Linked DNA regions of Mus musculus: regions 2, 3 and 4 are each linked to region 1. A link is a contact called in public HiChIP or PLAC-seq and promoter capture Hi-C data. All regions are on one chromosome and are shown on one strand. Each heading gives the region's core, a stretch centred on a gene start, on an enhancer-like site or on the middle of the called end of the contact. The rest is flanking DNA. Distances are from core to core; before and after follow the strand shown. Region 1 holds the start of Itga5 (integrin alpha 5 (fibronectin receptor alpha)). Region 2 holds the start of Hoxc11 (homeobox C11). Region 3 holds the start of Hoxc9 (homeobox C9). Region 4 holds the start of Hoxc12 (homeobox C12).

What was found. Promoter capture Hi-C pulls out the DNA fragments that hold promoters and counts their contacts. HiChIP or PLAC-seq counts read pairs in DNA pulled down with a chosen protein or histone mark.
Region 2: a promoter capture Hi-C map of frontonasal cranial neural crest shows a contact between it and region 1. The contact joins the promoter of Hoxc11 here to the promoter of Itga5 in region 1. A contact is called at or near these places in 3 of 39 promoter capture datasets (cranial neural crest, frontonasal cranial neural crest and stem cell-derived epiblast-like cells), 1 of 15 datasets of contacts at CTCF or cohesin (embryonic stem cells), 1 of 115 datasets of contacts at active chromatin or transcription factors (neural tube) and 1 of 9 other capture datasets (liver).
Region 3: a contact with region 1 is called in a promoter capture Hi-C map of embryonic stem cells, with 5 read pairs. The contact joins the promoter of Hoxc9 here to the promoter of Itga5 in region 1. A contact is called at or near these places in 2 of 39 promoter capture datasets (embryonic stem cells and hippocampal neurons), 1 of 15 datasets of contacts at CTCF or cohesin (embryonic stem cells), 3 of 115 datasets of contacts at active chromatin or transcription factors (embryonic stem cells, extraembryonic endoderm stem cells and neural tube) and 2 of 9 other capture datasets (embryonic stem cells and liver).
Region 4: an H3K4me3 HiChIP or PLAC-seq map of embryonic stem cells shows a contact between it and region 1, with 8 times the contacts expected there. The contact joins the promoter of Hoxc12 here to the promoter of Itga5 in region 1. A contact is called at or near these places in 3 of 39 promoter capture datasets (cranial neural crest, maxillary cranial neural crest and stem cell-derived epiblast-like cells), 1 of 484 Hi-C or Micro-C datasets (embryonic stem cells), 2 of 115 datasets of contacts at active chromatin or transcription factors (both in embryonic stem cells) and 1 of 9 other capture datasets (adipose tissue).

The regions. Positions count from the first base shown.
Region 1 is chr15:103,365,068-103,369,118 of GRCm38.p6, forward strand. It overlaps Itga5 (integrin alpha 5 (fibronectin receptor alpha)), which reads right to left and starts at 1,724. Exons shown (of 30, transcript NM_010577.4): 1 at 1,233-1,724. The coding sequence starts at 1,459.
Region 2 is chr15:102,952,345-102,955,970 of GRCm38.p6, forward strand. It overlaps Hoxc11 (homeobox C11), which reads left to right and starts at 2,182. Exons shown (of 2, transcript NM_001024842.1): 1 at 2,182-2,863. The coding sequence starts at 2,182.
Region 3 is chr15:102,974,550-102,978,422 of GRCm38.p6, forward strand. It overlaps Hoxc9 (homeobox C9), which reads left to right and starts at 2,483. Exons shown (of 3, transcript NM_008272.3): 1 at 2,483-2,552.
Region 4 is chr15:102,934,545-102,938,160 of GRCm38.p6, forward strand. It overlaps Hoxc12 (homeobox C12), which reads left to right and starts at 2,282. Exons shown (of 2, transcript NM_010463.2): 1 at 2,282-2,912. The coding sequence starts at 2,309.

The sequences.
Region 1 (4,051 bases), core at 474-2,973:
AAAATCAGATGACTTCTGACAAAGGTCCAATCAAGCCCTAAGATCCCAGGGTCGGTGTAGGTGCTGCCATGGGCAGAGAGAGGCTCAGAGCTAGTAGGTGGAGAAACACCTACTGCTGTCATCAAAGGGGTTCAGGAATATGGCATCTGGGGTCCCTTAGCCCAGCAGTTGGGACCGTCACTTTTCTCTTACTTCCAGACCTCCTCTCCTTATTTAAACAAACACGTTTGTTTCAATGTGGCCTCTAATTTTCCCAAGCCTCTGGGCACCAGTCTAGGTCTGCTTACTACCCGGAAATAAGGATTCTCCATAGAGATTTTCAGGAACCTTCGTTCTGATGCTCTTGGGCCCAGAGAGCCTATATCTTTCTCAGCTTCCGACCCTAGTCCCAGAAGTCTGAGTTCTACTACAGCCGACAAGCTACAGGAAATCAGCTTTTCTCTTCCTCCCAAGAGCTAGAGCAAGAGGGAAACCGCCCACCCCCCTTCAGGCGCGCGCACTCACACCCCTCCCGACACATCCGTGCACCGCCCTGGATTGATCCGGCCACTAGCCCTAGTACCCCCAGTGCCAGGGTTCTGGGATTCTCCCCAAGTTCTTGGATCTCTTCGCCTGAAGAGACTGGGGGTGGGAGGCAATTCAGGAGAATGAGGAGAAAGGGGAGGGAGCCTTCGTCTTCCTCCCGGGTCTTTCCCGAGTCTGAGTTGATGGGGGAGGGGAGGATGAGACTGGCCCCCACATAACCTTCCGACCCTCTCAGTCTGTCTTTCCTCTTACGGCACACGCTTACCCAGCTCCAACCCTCTCAATAGCCCCACCGAGGATCTCGAGGTTCTTCCACTGCCTCCTAAGGCCCTGCCCGGCCTCCGCACCCCCCTCGACTCCCACCCGCCACAGGTCTCCCGCAGCCCACAGATCGCCAGAGACCCTAAGCTTTCTGCGCCCTCTCCTCCCGGTTGGCCCTTAGACCCTGCCTGTACTTCTCCAGCTTCTAGATTCGGGTCCTCTCCTCATGCCACACAAGTTTCGACACCGATCTCACACTCCACGTCGGCCACGGTCCCTCCCTGCTGCAGCGCGGGCCCCCAATTCTAGCTTGGGCCCCCAACTCAAGTCTTGGTCTTTCCAAACTCCGCCCTCCAACTCAAGTCCTGGTCGCTTCCAGTCCTCGGCGCGCCCCCAGTTTCCAGGTGGCCCCCTGCCCGCTTCCCGCCGCCAACCTCGCCACTCACCCGTCCCTTCCCGGCCGGTAAAACTCCACGGAGAAGCCAAAAAGGGAGCCGGGGGGCCCGGAGAGCACCGCCGGGGCCTCCGCGTCTAGGTTGAAGCCCCCAACCTGGAGTGGTGGCGGCCACAGTAGCAGCAGCAGAGGCAGCAGCGGCGGTAGGCGTCGGGGCCCCCAGCGCAGCAGCACCGCGTGGAGAGGAGATCGAGGCGACCGTGGCGTCCAGCTCCCCATAGTGCCCGCTCTTCCCTGTCCTGGGGCCACCGACCCGGAGCCGCTTCCTAAACCTCCCAGAGGCGAATGACTCAACGCGGGGAGGAGTTTGCCAAACTCCCGGCTGGGCCCTCCCCCCGGCCGCCGGGCCGGCTGGCGGGGGGGCATTCCTGGGTCCCGGGGACGCCGAGGCCGCGCCCCGCACCCGAAGGGGCGTGGGGGGCCGCACCTCTGAACCCTGGCTCCGGCCCCAGCTGGAGGCCGGTGGTCTGGCCTGGCTCAGACTGGGCGGGCTTGGGTTCTTCGCCCTCCTCTCCGCTTCCCCCTCCTCCCTCCCCCTCCTTTCCAGATGTACAACGTAAACGCTCGGAAAAGTAGTCGGAAAAGGGAGCAGAAAATTTCCTAATGAGGAAAGGAATCACCTCTGGGGGGCGGAGGGAGCCTGAATATTGTGTGTGTGTGTCTCCCTCATTTCTTCAGGAAAAAAACTTTGGGGTCGAGAGACAGGGGACTCCTCTGGCGTCCGGCCAACAGGGATTCCCCTTGCCTTCCGGGGCCACTGGGTGCCTGGGTTCTGGCCAGCTAGATTGGGACTCTGCAGCCCAGTCACTGAACGCTCCCCAGACAGCCTCCTGGGGTAGCTTCGTTGGCCTCGGGAATTCCGCGGCTGCCCCTCCCCAAGCTGATAGAGTGGAAAGCATAGGACTTTTGGGGTCTCTGACACAGGAGCATTGGGCTTTATTTGCTAACGTTGGGTTTGGAAGTCTCTGTTCTGGCCCTTTCTTGGATTTGATACCTGACCAAGTGGCCAACCTCTCAATTCAGTTCCTTCATCAGATTGCCTGATTTCCTGGATAAGCCCCAGAAAGATAAGTGATGGGTAGCAGTTGTGATGGTGGTGGTGGGGAGTCTTCAAAGGGAACCAACTTTCAGCTTCTGTTGGCCATCTGAAACCCAAGACACTTGCATTATTTGTGTAAGTAGAGGAAGGGGTGGTAGTAAGTGAAGGTACCTTGTTAGCCCCTAGCTCAGGCTGTGTGTGATGAGATCACCTTTCAGGATTCTGGTCTTTATCTTAGTCTGGGGGGAGGGGAGAGAGGCCTACAGTCTCCCCTAATCCCCTTTGCTTTCTACTCCCTTCTCAGCCTTTTTCCTCCAGGACTTCTCCCCTTTCAGAATAAGGCCCACAGAGTAAAATCCTGCCCTCTTCTTGCCCTTCTCTTTTGACCCGTTGTGGCCTGAGGGGATGCTGAATAAAAATCCCAGAGTCATTTTTTTTTTTTTCCTGCTGCATGCTTCCTCTCATCTGTTACTCTTACTCTGCTTTCTGTCCTCAGTCACCCAGCTAGATCTTCAAAAGCAGATCTCCAGGGCCAATTGCAGCCCCAGAGAGAGGCCAGCTGAACAGACTACAGCCTAACCCTGGCTCCATTCCACTTTCACATCTGCAGGTCCTGACCCTTCGTCAGGTGGGAAACATAAGGAATCTGTGGGTCAGGATCTGAGGCAAGCAGTACCCAAAGTCAACCTCTGGTGTGATTGGCCAGGGGGGGAACCCAGGTGAAGAGGAGAATGGACTTTTATTTACTGTTTATAGACATTCATGTGAGGCTTGGGTCCCACATGTGTGAATCCAGCCCTCTCCTTTCTCAGCCCAGACTTTTAGATTTTTTTCCCAGGATTTAGGAGCTGGGGAGGAAGGGGGGAGGTATACAGCTAGGGAGGTGTGTGACTCAGATCCTCCCAGGAGCCTTGGTGGGGGACAGGGGACATAGTGTCCTGCCTTGGTCCTCCTCCTCCTCAATCCCCCAACATTGGCCAACTCAAACAGGCACCCTCCCTGTCCATTCCTCGCTCCTGTTTACGCAGGAGCCCCTTAGTCATTCTCTGGCTAGCTGTTCCACTCTCCCCAATATCCCTCCTCTCTTGGCTCTCTCTGCCCTTATAAGTCCTCACCCAGTGGCCCTGACACCTCTAGCTTTCTCACTTGCCTTCCTTGCCTTTGCCTAGCCTCCCTTTGCTCTGCTTCTTGTTGAGTCTGAACTGGAATTTCTTCCTGCTTGGAGGGACTTCAGCATAACCCTCCAGGCCAGTAAGAGAAAGATCCCCAGAGGGTGTCCATTTAATCTTTCTTTAGAAGAGAAAATTGCTATAGAGTGATGACTTGTTTAAGGTCACATGACTAACCAGTTACGGAGTGTTTAGGACCTGAGTGCTTAAAATTCTGTTTGTTTGTTTACATTTATTTTGTGTGTATGAGATCGTGCACAGATAATGACACTCATGTATGGGTCAGAGAACAACAGAGCAGCATGTGACTCCCTGGGATCAAACTCAGATCATCAAGTGTGAGGTAGCAAGTATCTTTACCATTTTGCCAGCCCAGCCTGATGTGGGTGCTTTGACTCCAAGCCCACTGCTCTCTTCTTAGGCCACTGCTTCTGCATCCTCTGTCTCCTCTTCATATTTCTCCCTGTTCTGTATATCTCACCTTCTCTTTGATCCATCTGTGTGCTCCTCTGTGTATCTCCGGTTTCCCTCTCTGGTAACCCTCTGATCTGAGACGATCTCTGGTAGCCTCTGTCCTATGGTTTCATGGTAATGATTTGCTTG
Region 2 (3,626 bases), core at 932-3,431, 410 kb before region 1:
CTCATCTCTGCAAGAGATGGGGTACCTCTGGCCTTCTTCTTGCTGGCTTCTATGACTGTTTGGGGAGCATTTTGCCTCCAGTAAACGCAAGTTTGATGAGGTCAACGCAAACCCCATAAAAGCCCCAGTCCGTTGTTCACCACCATTATAATTAAAAACGTTGCCCCCAGCTCCTCCTATAAAAAAGACTAAAGGAAAGGGGAACTGCAACAGAATCTTCTGTTTCTGGTCCCTTCTCTACAGAAATGCCCCCAATCTAGTTATTTACCTTCAGTTATGATCTGGCCAGGACTAAAAAGCACAAGAAGCAATGCCTATCATTAAGTGCAAACATAGGGAAGCACTGGAAGTCTCTTCTACAATATTGGAGACATCCCCACTCACCCACCCACACAGAGAAGGTGACTATGGTGGAGGCAGATTTCACCGAAGTATTGTTGTAAAGTCTGAGTAAATGTGGGCAGGTAGAAAAGTTGAGGAAAAATGGATTTGGGAAGATATATTTGGAAATAAGCTAGCCATTTCTGTCTTTCCTGTCTGACTGGGGCTTTCAGTGATTCATCCTTCAACAAAGAAAATCAAATTAAATACACTTTAAAGCGGGAAAACCAATCTGAAGGCGGCCCTGAGGGTGGGGGAATGGTTTAGACTACCTTTGGTTTTGTCTAAGAGTACAGGGTTGAGTTGCTCTTTTCTAAAATGTTATGTCCTGACAGCTCCTTCTTAGGACCAAGGTTACTGCTGCTTTCTGTTTGTGCCAGTTGTTTGGGCACCATGGATCCAGCCCAGAACATTTCCATAAAGTTATATTCAGATGCCCAGATGTATGTTGTAATAGCCAAAGGGACTGGAGGTTTAAGGAGTCATTGAGTATTCCCCTATGGACACAGCGGTCCAGCAAGGAGGGTTTATAGACTTGGAGAAGGGCAGGGTTGGACTGAGATGTAGAGAAGAAATAGGAGTGAAAGAGGCTGGGGACTTCAGGCCCTACCCTGCCTACTTTTTGATTGGTATTAGAGATAGACACCTCTACCCACCTAAGCTCCCCAAATCATTAAAAAAAAAAAAACCTCTCCAAATGTAGTTCCCTTAGCATACATCCTGCCTGGACCTTATTGCCAGCCTTCTTTTCAGCCTATTAGCTGAAGCTGAGCTCCCAACCCGAAGGGCCCCAGATAGAGAAGATAGATGACTCTCACTCTAAATCTTTTTCTTTGGGGTTTGGGATTTTAAAATCCACAGTGAATGTAGCTTTCTGCACATTGATTGACAATAAAGGCAGGCATGAAATATTCACCCAGGGCCACTCTCTCATACTAAATATTTAACACAACATTAGAGAAGGTTTTTCCCAGACTTCGCCAGGCACCGGCTGGGCGGCTGGCGCACTGCTCACCACTGGTTTATGACTAATAGGAGTCCCTAGCCAGCGGCAGCACAGCAAGCTAGACAAAGTTGGGACACTGGCTCATAGCTGGGCTGCCTCACCTTTGGGAAACTTCAGATACTCTTCCTGGGAGCCTGTCCTATAAGGGAGCGCACCTTATTCTGGTCAGGAAAGTAATATAAAGGACTTCTTATGAACAAGCTCTGATTCTTCAGGTAGAGGGTTAAGAGTCCCTGAAACTTGTTGGGAAGCATCCAATATTTCCGGGGAAATCAGGCAGGAAAAGACCCTTTCTTTTACCCCCCGCCCCCCAGCTTGTCATAAGGAGGGGACCAAGACCCCGAAACGGAAAACCCTTCTCCTTCCCCCAATCCTAGGGGGGAAAAGAACAGCAGTTAAAAAAAAATACAATTACCCCCTCCCAGCCACCGCCCCCGCCCATCCCACCGCCCACCCCACCCCAACCCTCTCTCTCTCTCCTCCTTTTCTCGCTCTGTGGAATGGAGAGGAGGGGAGTGACGAGAGAAAAACGAATACAAATCTGCAATTGATTTTCATAATGTTTCTGCGGTGTTTGCAAACCAATCGCCTGAACGTCCCCGATCTTACCTAAGAGAGAACCCCTCCTACGTCTGCGAAGTGCTCCGAACTGATATATGACAATATCTACTTTGGATCACGTGCTCGGGGAGAGAGACTAAGACGGATAACGCGTCATCTCGCCTTCCCAAAATTTCCCCCCTCGCTAGATCGGGTCCAAAACCTCCAGCCGGAGGAGGCAGGAGAAGAGAACGATGTTTAACTCGGTCAACCTGGGCAACTTCTGCTCGCCTTCGCGCAAGGAGAGGGGCGCTGACTTCGGCGAACGAGGGAGCTGCACCTCCAACCTCTATCTGCCCAGTTGCACTTACTACGTGCCTGAGTTCTCCACCGTCTCTTCCTTCCTACCCCAGGCTCCCTCTCGTCAGATTTCTTATCCCTACTCAGCCCAAGTGCCCCCGGTCCGGGAGGTCTCCTACGGCCTGGAACCGTCCGGGAAGTGGCACCATCGGAACAGCTACTCGTCTTGTTATGCGGCGGCCGACGAGCTTATGCACCGGGAGTGCCTGCCTCCTTCCACAGTCACTGAGATCCTCATGAAAAATGAAGGCTCCTACGGCGGCCACCACCACCCCAGCGCCCCGCACGCGGCCCCCGCCGGCTTCTACTCCTCAGTCAACAAGAACAGCGTCTTGCCCCAAGCTTTCGACCGCTTCTTCGACAACGCCTACTGCGGTGGGGGAGATGCGCCCGCCGAGCCCCCCTGCTCCGGCAAGGGCGAGGCCAAGGGGGAGCCTGAGGCGCCCCCCGCCTCGGGACTTGCGTCCCGGGCAGAGGCCGGTGCTGAGGCCGAGGCCGAGGAGGAGAACACGAATCCCAGCTCGTCCGGTTCTTCCCACTCGGCGACCAAGGAGCCGGCCAAGGGAGCCGCCCCCAGTAGGTAGCAGCGGCCGGGAACCCGAGGGCAGCGAGGGAGGGAGCGGAGAGGGAGGGCTGGAGTAGTGGGGGGGGGCAGGGGAGCGCGGACAGCCTCGTGTTTTGGGTCAGTCTGATTTTATGTGGAGTTTTATAAGCATTCAAAGGATTTTATTATAACCTACAAAGCCCTCTCTCCCAACGACTCGACTTTTTACGATGGAGAAGGGGTGGGGAGGGAGGGAAAGGGGCTCTTTGGAAAAGCCGGGTGAGCCCCCCTCCTCCGTTATCTCCCTCGGTCTGTGAAATTTTTAAAAGTGCCACCATTGCGGGCGATATTAACTTTGATCGTGAACTTAGAGGAGCGTTTAAGAAAGGATGGGGAGTCGGACTGCTGGGGGGTTGGGAGGGAGGGGAGGGGTGGAGGGGGAAAGGGGAGGGCGAGGGACAGACTGGGAGAAATCCAGAGAAGGGGAGAGGTAAGGAACAGAAGCGACGCGGCAGAACTGGAGTCCAGGGAAGCTCTCCAAGGCCGCTCCTCTTCTTTTTAAAACGACTTTTAAAAATGTTCAAATTACGTGTTCGCGGGTCTTTGAGAAGAAACCGGGGCAAGCCGGGGTTTGGCGGTGGCAGGAGAGTGGGGAAAGAATCAGAGATTCCCTTGCTCTGCAGGGGAAGGTAGCGGTGGCTCTCCAGGGTCCGAGGCCTCTCTCTGGGTAGGCCCAGCCTGACTGTACGCAAGCCTGGGGCAGGCAAGCGGCTGGGTGTCCCAGGGCGCCAGGGC
Region 3 (3,873 bases), core at 1,233-3,732, 390 kb before region 1:
CAACATGGTGTCTTAGAAGAAAAGAATGTGACTTTAAATTCATGACAAGTGTATAGGTCTCTGTTTCTATCTGTCCTTTCTAGGTTTTTTGAAATCTCTCTCTCTCTCTCTCTCTCTCTCTCTCTCTCTCTCTGTGTGTGTGTGTGTGTGTGTGTGTGTGTGTGTGTGTGTGTGTGTGTGTGTGTGTGTGTGAAATTCATTTTGACTTCTGTGGATATTGGAAAAGAAGATGTGAATAGACCCCCCCCTTCCCAGCTGAATTGTCGGTCCTAGCTGTTCTCCATCCCTTTGTGTGAAGAAAAGTATTTAAATCTCTATGGCTCCCAGGGAAATGAGGAGGTTTCCAGAAAGACGGGCCAGTTGGTGAAGGAAGATATGTATAAGGGAATCCCCTGGTTTGGGAGCCCATATAGTCTCTAACTTCAGAGTCTCTGAGGCACACAGCCAGTTTGGGTAAGGGGAGCCTCAGGCTGGAGCAAGGTGTTCAAGAGCTCTTGGCTTAGAGAAATGGCCCTGATGAACCGAAATTTATCAATACAGGGCTTCTGTGCCTTGAGTCACTTTGCCCCTATTTCCATTTCAAAGATGATGGATTTAAAGGAGGTGGCCACAGAGTCAGGGGTCAGGGCAGTCTTCTCCCTAGATCTGGAGAAGTGGAGCAAGGTCTCATAGGGCCAAGGTGAGGACCAGTCTGATGGTCAGAGTCCACCCTGGGGGCCCTGGGACTGTGGATCATGGCTAAGGCGATGGTAATTATTTATTCGCTTCGCTGGAAGGGAGTGTTCAGAAGGAACAGCGTGAAAAGGAGGGAAAAAATTATCTCTCTCATCTGAGGATATTAAGATGGATTTTTATTTCTTAAAGGACCCTCCCCGCCGAGAGCACATAAGCGTAAACTTAATATATGCTCCGCAGCCCAACTCTAGAAATCGCAATAAAAGTTAAAACCTCCCCTACTGGTTTTTTTTAATTATGATATGGGGAAGGGGAGCAGGATTTATAGAGCTGAACTCTCGGCGCGTGTTTGAGACTTGCGGGAGAAGGAGGAAAAGGCAAGAGCTCGCCAAGGAGAGCCCTGATCTCTGAGATGTCTCGCCGGCAGTGGGGGCTTAGGCTCAGCCCAGCTAATCCGCTGTGGTCTCTCTGGGACCTCACCCCAGCAGTCGGCCTTGCTTCGGCTCACTTGCTGGAAGATGCAGCCCTTCTTGAGAACAGGTGACGTGAAGGCGGCAAACGGGGATAGGGGAAGTATAAATGGGAAGACTAGCGCACAGAGCTTTGTGTGGGTCCTTGCTGGGGACGAGGTTAGCCCAAGTGTAGCTCAGCGGATGGCTGGACTCCGAAGGGTGTCCGGGCAGGGCACAAGAGCAGGGACAAGGTGGATTGTGTGTGAACATCGACCACAGACTGAGTAGAGTGGACTCCTGGTCTGTGGTCAGCGGCGAGCCAGGCAACCGGATGTTGAGTCTGTAGGAAGGACCTTGAGGTCTGTTGGGTGTTTGGGCTGCCGGGGGCGCGGCAACCAGGGGTATTGAGGGAGTGTGTTGTGCGCGGGGCGCGGCGGTCAGCTTGGGCGAGGCTGTAGGCCCCGCACATCTCTGCGGCTGATGGGCTGTGTCCGGGAAGACTAAACTAGGGTCGAACCAATGATTAGAGCATGAAAATAAATGCAGTTATGTGTTCCCACCTCCCCGTATACGCAGTTCTTTTTTTCTTTTCTTTCTTTCTTTTCTTTTTTTTTTCCTTTCGGAGATACCTGGATATGGTCCAGAGCAGGTTGTCCGCGGGAGGGCCCCGCGAGCGGCAGCGTGCGAGGGAGGGAGGGAGGGCGAAGGAGGGAGGGAGGGAAGGAGGGCGGGTGGCGGCGGCTGCGGTGGCCAGGGCTTCCCTCCCTGGGCGGGAGGCTGCTGCCCTGCCTCTGTGGCCGTGGGGAGCCAAGAAGCAGGTAAAGGAGGCTTTCTGAGGCGGTATTGCACCAAGCCCAAGGTACCAAGTCTTCCGGGCCTCTGCTTAAGGTTCTGGCGGGAGAGAAGGTAGGGAGATCGGCGCCCACCAGGCCTGGAAAGGAGGCCTCGGGATGTTCAACCTGTGTATGATTTCAGTCTCACACTCATGTTGTGGTCTGTCTGCATTGGGAGACGCCGCTTGCCTGTCTGTCTGAGACTTCCCAAACCCGGGCACTCCTTCCAAAGGCTCAGAAAAATTCGTCGTCGGAATGTGTACTTTCATTCATTGGATTCTCTGAAACTCGGCAGGGCTGGCTACGACAACCCAGGTTGGGAGGGAGCATTCTTCCTCTTTTCTGGATGTGTAGTCCTTTGGCTCCTTGGTCACAGGCTGAGTTTTCCGGTTCTAGGTTCGCGGGTCGCCCTGATGTTTGAAGCTAGACAGCTCCAGTCGGTTAGGGAGGGCGGGGAGGGACCCGCGGCTGTGGCTCCTTAATTGTACTTCGAGCCCTTATTGTCTCTCCTTTCGCCACCTCCGCTTCCTCAGTCTGGGCTCCAAAGTCACTGCAAATTTCCTTGCGATACATACATCACACAAAAGATCAGGTAACAACGCGCTCAGAGCCATTGAATCAGAGCACAGGGCAACCCTGGTTCTGGGGAGGCTACCTCTCCAGTCACTCCCCAGGCTGGAAAAACAGACTGTGTTGGGGGAGCCGGAAATAACCCCGTTTGCTGCGGAGCGGCAGGGCGGGGGCGCCGGCGCAAAGGCAGGCCGGGCAGGCCATGGCGTTGAGAGGGCCACGTTCACAGGCCCTGGGGGTTTCACGCTTGCGGAGCTTGGGGGCCTGGCTCTTGGTGTGGTGGCAGGGATCCCAGATACCCACCTTGGGTGGGGGTAGCACGCAGTTCTCCTCGCAGCAAGCAGGAGAACTCAGTTTCTGCTTCCAGCTCAGGCCTTAGCTAGGAGGAGTTGTGTGTGGGTGTGTTTTTCCCAACAAAGAGGGATCAGGAGAGATGGGGGGGGAACTAGAAGGGAACCAGGGAGGGGGGCGGGGAAGGCGAGAGGGCAGCGGAGGGACGAAATGAGCCCATTTCAGGGGGAGAAGGAAAATGAAAGCAAACGGAGTAGGGCCTCCTCGGTTCAGGGAGGGTGCTGAGGAGCAGAGAGCGGGCTCTCTGCCTGCGGCGGCCGGGATGGCCCGCTGGGGGCACAGAAGAAAGCCTGTTTTAAATTTAATCCGAACTTGACGGTGTGGATTGAACCGGAGGGAATTTAAATCATTAAAAGGGAGACACGCGGTAGGGGGAGGGAGGAGGATGACTCTAACCTATCTGTTTGTCTGTCCTTCCCACAGTGCTAGCTTGGCTGTTTTCTCAGTTGCCCAGGTTTGAGGTGATAGAGGTTTGCCCATCCCCCTTCAGGGGACTCCTCTCCTGTGCCCACTGGAATCTGTTGGGGGTGTAAGGTGAATACAGAATAGTCAGCTAGAACTGGGCTTTCTTCCTCCCTTTCCAGCAGTGACTCCCAGTTTCCTCAAGTCTCTCAGGTTGCCCCATTGATGCTAAGAACAATTGAAAGGAGTTGGGTAAATGAGAGAAAGTCTTAGAATAAAATAGGAGATTCAGTGGGAGTAACTGAATCCCCAAGATGAGACCTTGCTTCTTCGCATCCATGTCTTTGCCCTCCATATCTACAAGCCTAGATTTAGGGAAAACTTGAAAGTCCACTTCACAGTCCTGACCTGCTAGCTTTTAAATGTGAAACATGAGAGTCACAACCTATATGAAGGACCTGGGCCTAGTGTCCTCTGGACTCCCAGTCTCTTATCAGACCCCTTCCTTTAGGCTACCTCTTTCTAGGAGGCATAATAGAATGGGACATTGGTAAGGAGGGGCCTGTGGGCAAGGCCTGCTTTCTGGTCCA
Region 4 (3,616 bases), core at 1,032-3,531, 430 kb before region 1:
TGGGGAGATCTACTCAACAAAGGCTAGTGGCTGACGGCAAAGCCAGCTCGAATCCCTCACAGCAACAATAGCGGCAGAGCGCCGAGGCCTGGAGAGCCTGGGCGTAGACATCGCTGCCAAGCGTAATGTGCTGATTGAAATCTGTAATGTTGAGATCACATCGCCTTTATCTTTATGATCAAAATGACTCCCAGATAATTTTTTAAAACTAGATGTTCATGTGCAATCAATGAGTCTTGAAAATGAAGAAATAAATGAAATTCAGCGATGGTATGACATGCTATTTGTAGCTGAGAGATACTCTGCAGCCTTACAGCCCCTTAATCAATTACGCACAAAAAGGGGAGGGGGGCACTGTAGGGTCTTCTGGTTCTGAGTGAAGGTTGACTGCAGAGGCTGGCGTCCCACGGACAAGACCTCCGAGGTTCCAGAGTGGGTCTGGAGCTGGGCGGGCTCCTGGAGGCGGGTGGGACCAAGCGGGCTGCCAGGAAGGCTCGAGCTGAGGAAGGAGAACCGGCCAAGCGGGGCAAGGGGCGGGCGCCAAGCTGCGGGCTGCTAGCTGCGCGGGGCAGGGCGGCGCCCGCGGGGACACATTTCTGTCGGAATGAGCAGCTATGGTTTGGGATATGAATTCGCTCCGGGAGCGGTGGAATTCAAAGAATCTGCTTTTCTTTCCGCCGCGTCCTGTAGAGGAGAGAGGGGCGGGAGAAAGAAAAGGGAAACTAGAATCTCCTGTGATTCTGTCTGCGTTTTGTAGCGTAGGCTATTTTCCAGATATTTAACTATCACCTACGTTCGTTCATATTCTCTCTCTCTCTCTCTCTCTCTCTCTCTCTGTGTGTGTGTGTGTGTGTGTGCGCGCGCGCGCGTGTGTGTGCAAGTGTGTGCAATTCTCTGATAAAAATCGTCACAATCGTTTTAATATGTATACGTTGTCAAACTGTTTATTCAACCTTGGACAGCTAAAGCTCAAAATAATCAGAGATGGTGAGTGTCTCTTTGCTATAACCCTAATAAAAATGTATTTGAGCTGGTTCTTCTCTTGGTGAGCTGGTCTACCGGTGCCCCAGTTGGGAATCCCAATGTTGACTTGCAGATGTTCATTATAATCAACAGCCAGTGCTAGGTTCCCATCCTTCTCTAGAAGAAGCATCATAAATAAAAATTTGAGTTCTCAACAGGATACTTCTCCGGATTTTCCCCTCACTCTTGTCCCACCTCAGAAGGCAACTCACCCCTGGCCGCTGCTCCATACTGGCCCCACAGTCAGCCTGCAGGTTGTAGGGTAATCTCCTTTGCTGTAGAATATGTAATCATTTGGGCCAGCCAGTTTCTGCTGGGGCTGACAGCCTCCTGTCATAAAGATGAGGAGATTCTTAGAAGCTCCCAGTACCTAGAAGTCACAGCCGAAAAGCAGTTCAAGCCACCCCTAGATTTTCAAGAGCAGGAAAATAGGTCCGCACCAAACTCAGCACCTTCATTTGCTCTTCTCTCTGCCTTCGGTTCTTCCTCTACTGATGGAACCTTAGTGGAGGCTAAGGTTAGTTAGGGGTACAGAAGAGATAGAATGATCAATCCCCCTCTACACCTTTCTCGAGTGAAAGAACCTCAAGTATCTTTTCATACCCCTAGAAGAAAATGCAATGGAGACAACGCAGCAGCGCAGCGCTGGCAGGGCTGAGAGATAGCTGCAGGAAAACCTGTTCTCACCCCCACTTCGCCTCTACTGTAAATAAACCCTGAGCCAAAGGGCTCATCCGTCTCCTTAAACAGCCAGTAAACTTTATATGACACAATATCTAATAGTAATTTATTGGGGAGATATTGTAAATTCCAACGGTTTTAGTTAATAAAGGAGCTAATTAAAGAGGGACGGGCTGTGCTCGGCCAGCTGTTGGTGATAAGATAATACATCTGGGGAGGGGTGCAGGGTGCAGAGGTGTGTATGTGCGGATATTTTTGGTGGCGCTATTTTTTTTTTTTTTTTTTTTTTTTTTTTTTTTGGTTTTGCCCCGCGTCGAGCGATCGCTTCCCCGTCTGCGTTAAGGTTTTATATGACTTTTTAAAAACCAGAATCCTACGAATAAATCTGTTCCTGCCTTTCGCTCCCCCATCTCCACCCAGGATTGGGGAAGGGGGAAGTAGAGTTGGTGCGGGGAATGTGGGTGGGGGGTTCGGTTGTCCCCACCCCTCCCCCTGGCGGTAGCGCCCACGTGAGTAGAGCGGCCAATGGGTGGCTGGTGCAGGTTTAACTATGTTTAATGTCAGATAGCAATAAAGTAGAAGCAGCCGGTCGGGCCCCGCGGAAATGGGCGAGCATAATCTCCTGAATCCTGGGTTTGTGGGGCCGCTGGTGAATATCCACACAGGAGACACCTTCTACTTCCCCAACTTCCGCGCGTCAGGGGCACAACTCCCGGGGCTGCCTTCGCTGTCCTACCCACGCCGCGACAACGTGTGCTCGCTGCCTTGGCCGTCGGCCGAGCCGTGCAATGGCTACCCACAGCCCTATCTCGGCAGTCCCGTGTCTCTCAACCCGCCTTTCGGCCGCACGTGCGAGTTGGCTCGCGTGGAGGATAGCAAGGGTTACTACCGAGAACCCTGCGCTGAGGGCGGCGGCGGGGGCCTAAAGCGGGAGGAGCGCGGGCGCGAACCCGGAGCGGGACCCGGGGCAGCGCTACTGCAGCTGGAGCCGTCGGGGCCACCTGCGCTCGGCTTCAAGTACGACTACACGGCGAGCGGCGGCGGTGGCGACGGCAGCACGGGACCCCCCCACGATCCACCCTCGTGCCAGTCACTGGAATCCGACTCCAGTTCGTCCCTACTCAACGAGGGCAATAAGAGCGCCAGCGCTGGTGACCCTGGCTCTCTGGTTTCGCCGTTGAACCCAGGCGGCGGGCTCTCAGCCAGCGGTAAGGACCCCAGCCCACTTGTGATGCTTACTCTGACAGGACGTCTTGCTAGTTTAGGCAGGGGAGGCCTGAGCTGGAACTGCCTAGGGTGACAGAATGTGTTGTGAGCTAGGGCTTCTTTTAAAAAGAAGTGTGTGTGTGGGGGGGGGACCCTATAAACATGTAAATATCCCCATAAAAGACCTGGAGAGATTTCCTTTTTCCGCTCCTAGTGGCTGTAGGGGTCAGGGAGCTCCAGAGTACAGGGATTCTGACGGGGACTTCCCCAAGCCTAAGAGTAAAGAGGTGGAGAAGGAGATTCCATTCCTATTTTTCAGGTTGCCTTTCCTTCTGCTTAGCCATAGGCCCCCGTTTCTCACAGTTCTTATTTTAAGAAACGCAATCAACATGATTTACTCTTCACCACCCGCCCACAACTTTCCTAACTGATGGGATCTGTAGTTCCAGAAGTTGTAAGGGTCAGGAAAATTTAATAATAATAATGATAATGATGGTGGTACTGGTGGGGGTGGGGGTGGGAGTAGTAGTAGTAGTAATAATAATAATAATAATAATAAAAGATAGTTTGGAAGAATTGAGGTAGGAACATAAAAAGATGTGTATACTACTATGGAAGGTAGTGTTGAGGCATAGAGTGAAAACAGGATGTTTTGGTGATGGTTTGGTGAGGATGGTCTGGGTAAACATTTTCAGGATGAGAAGCG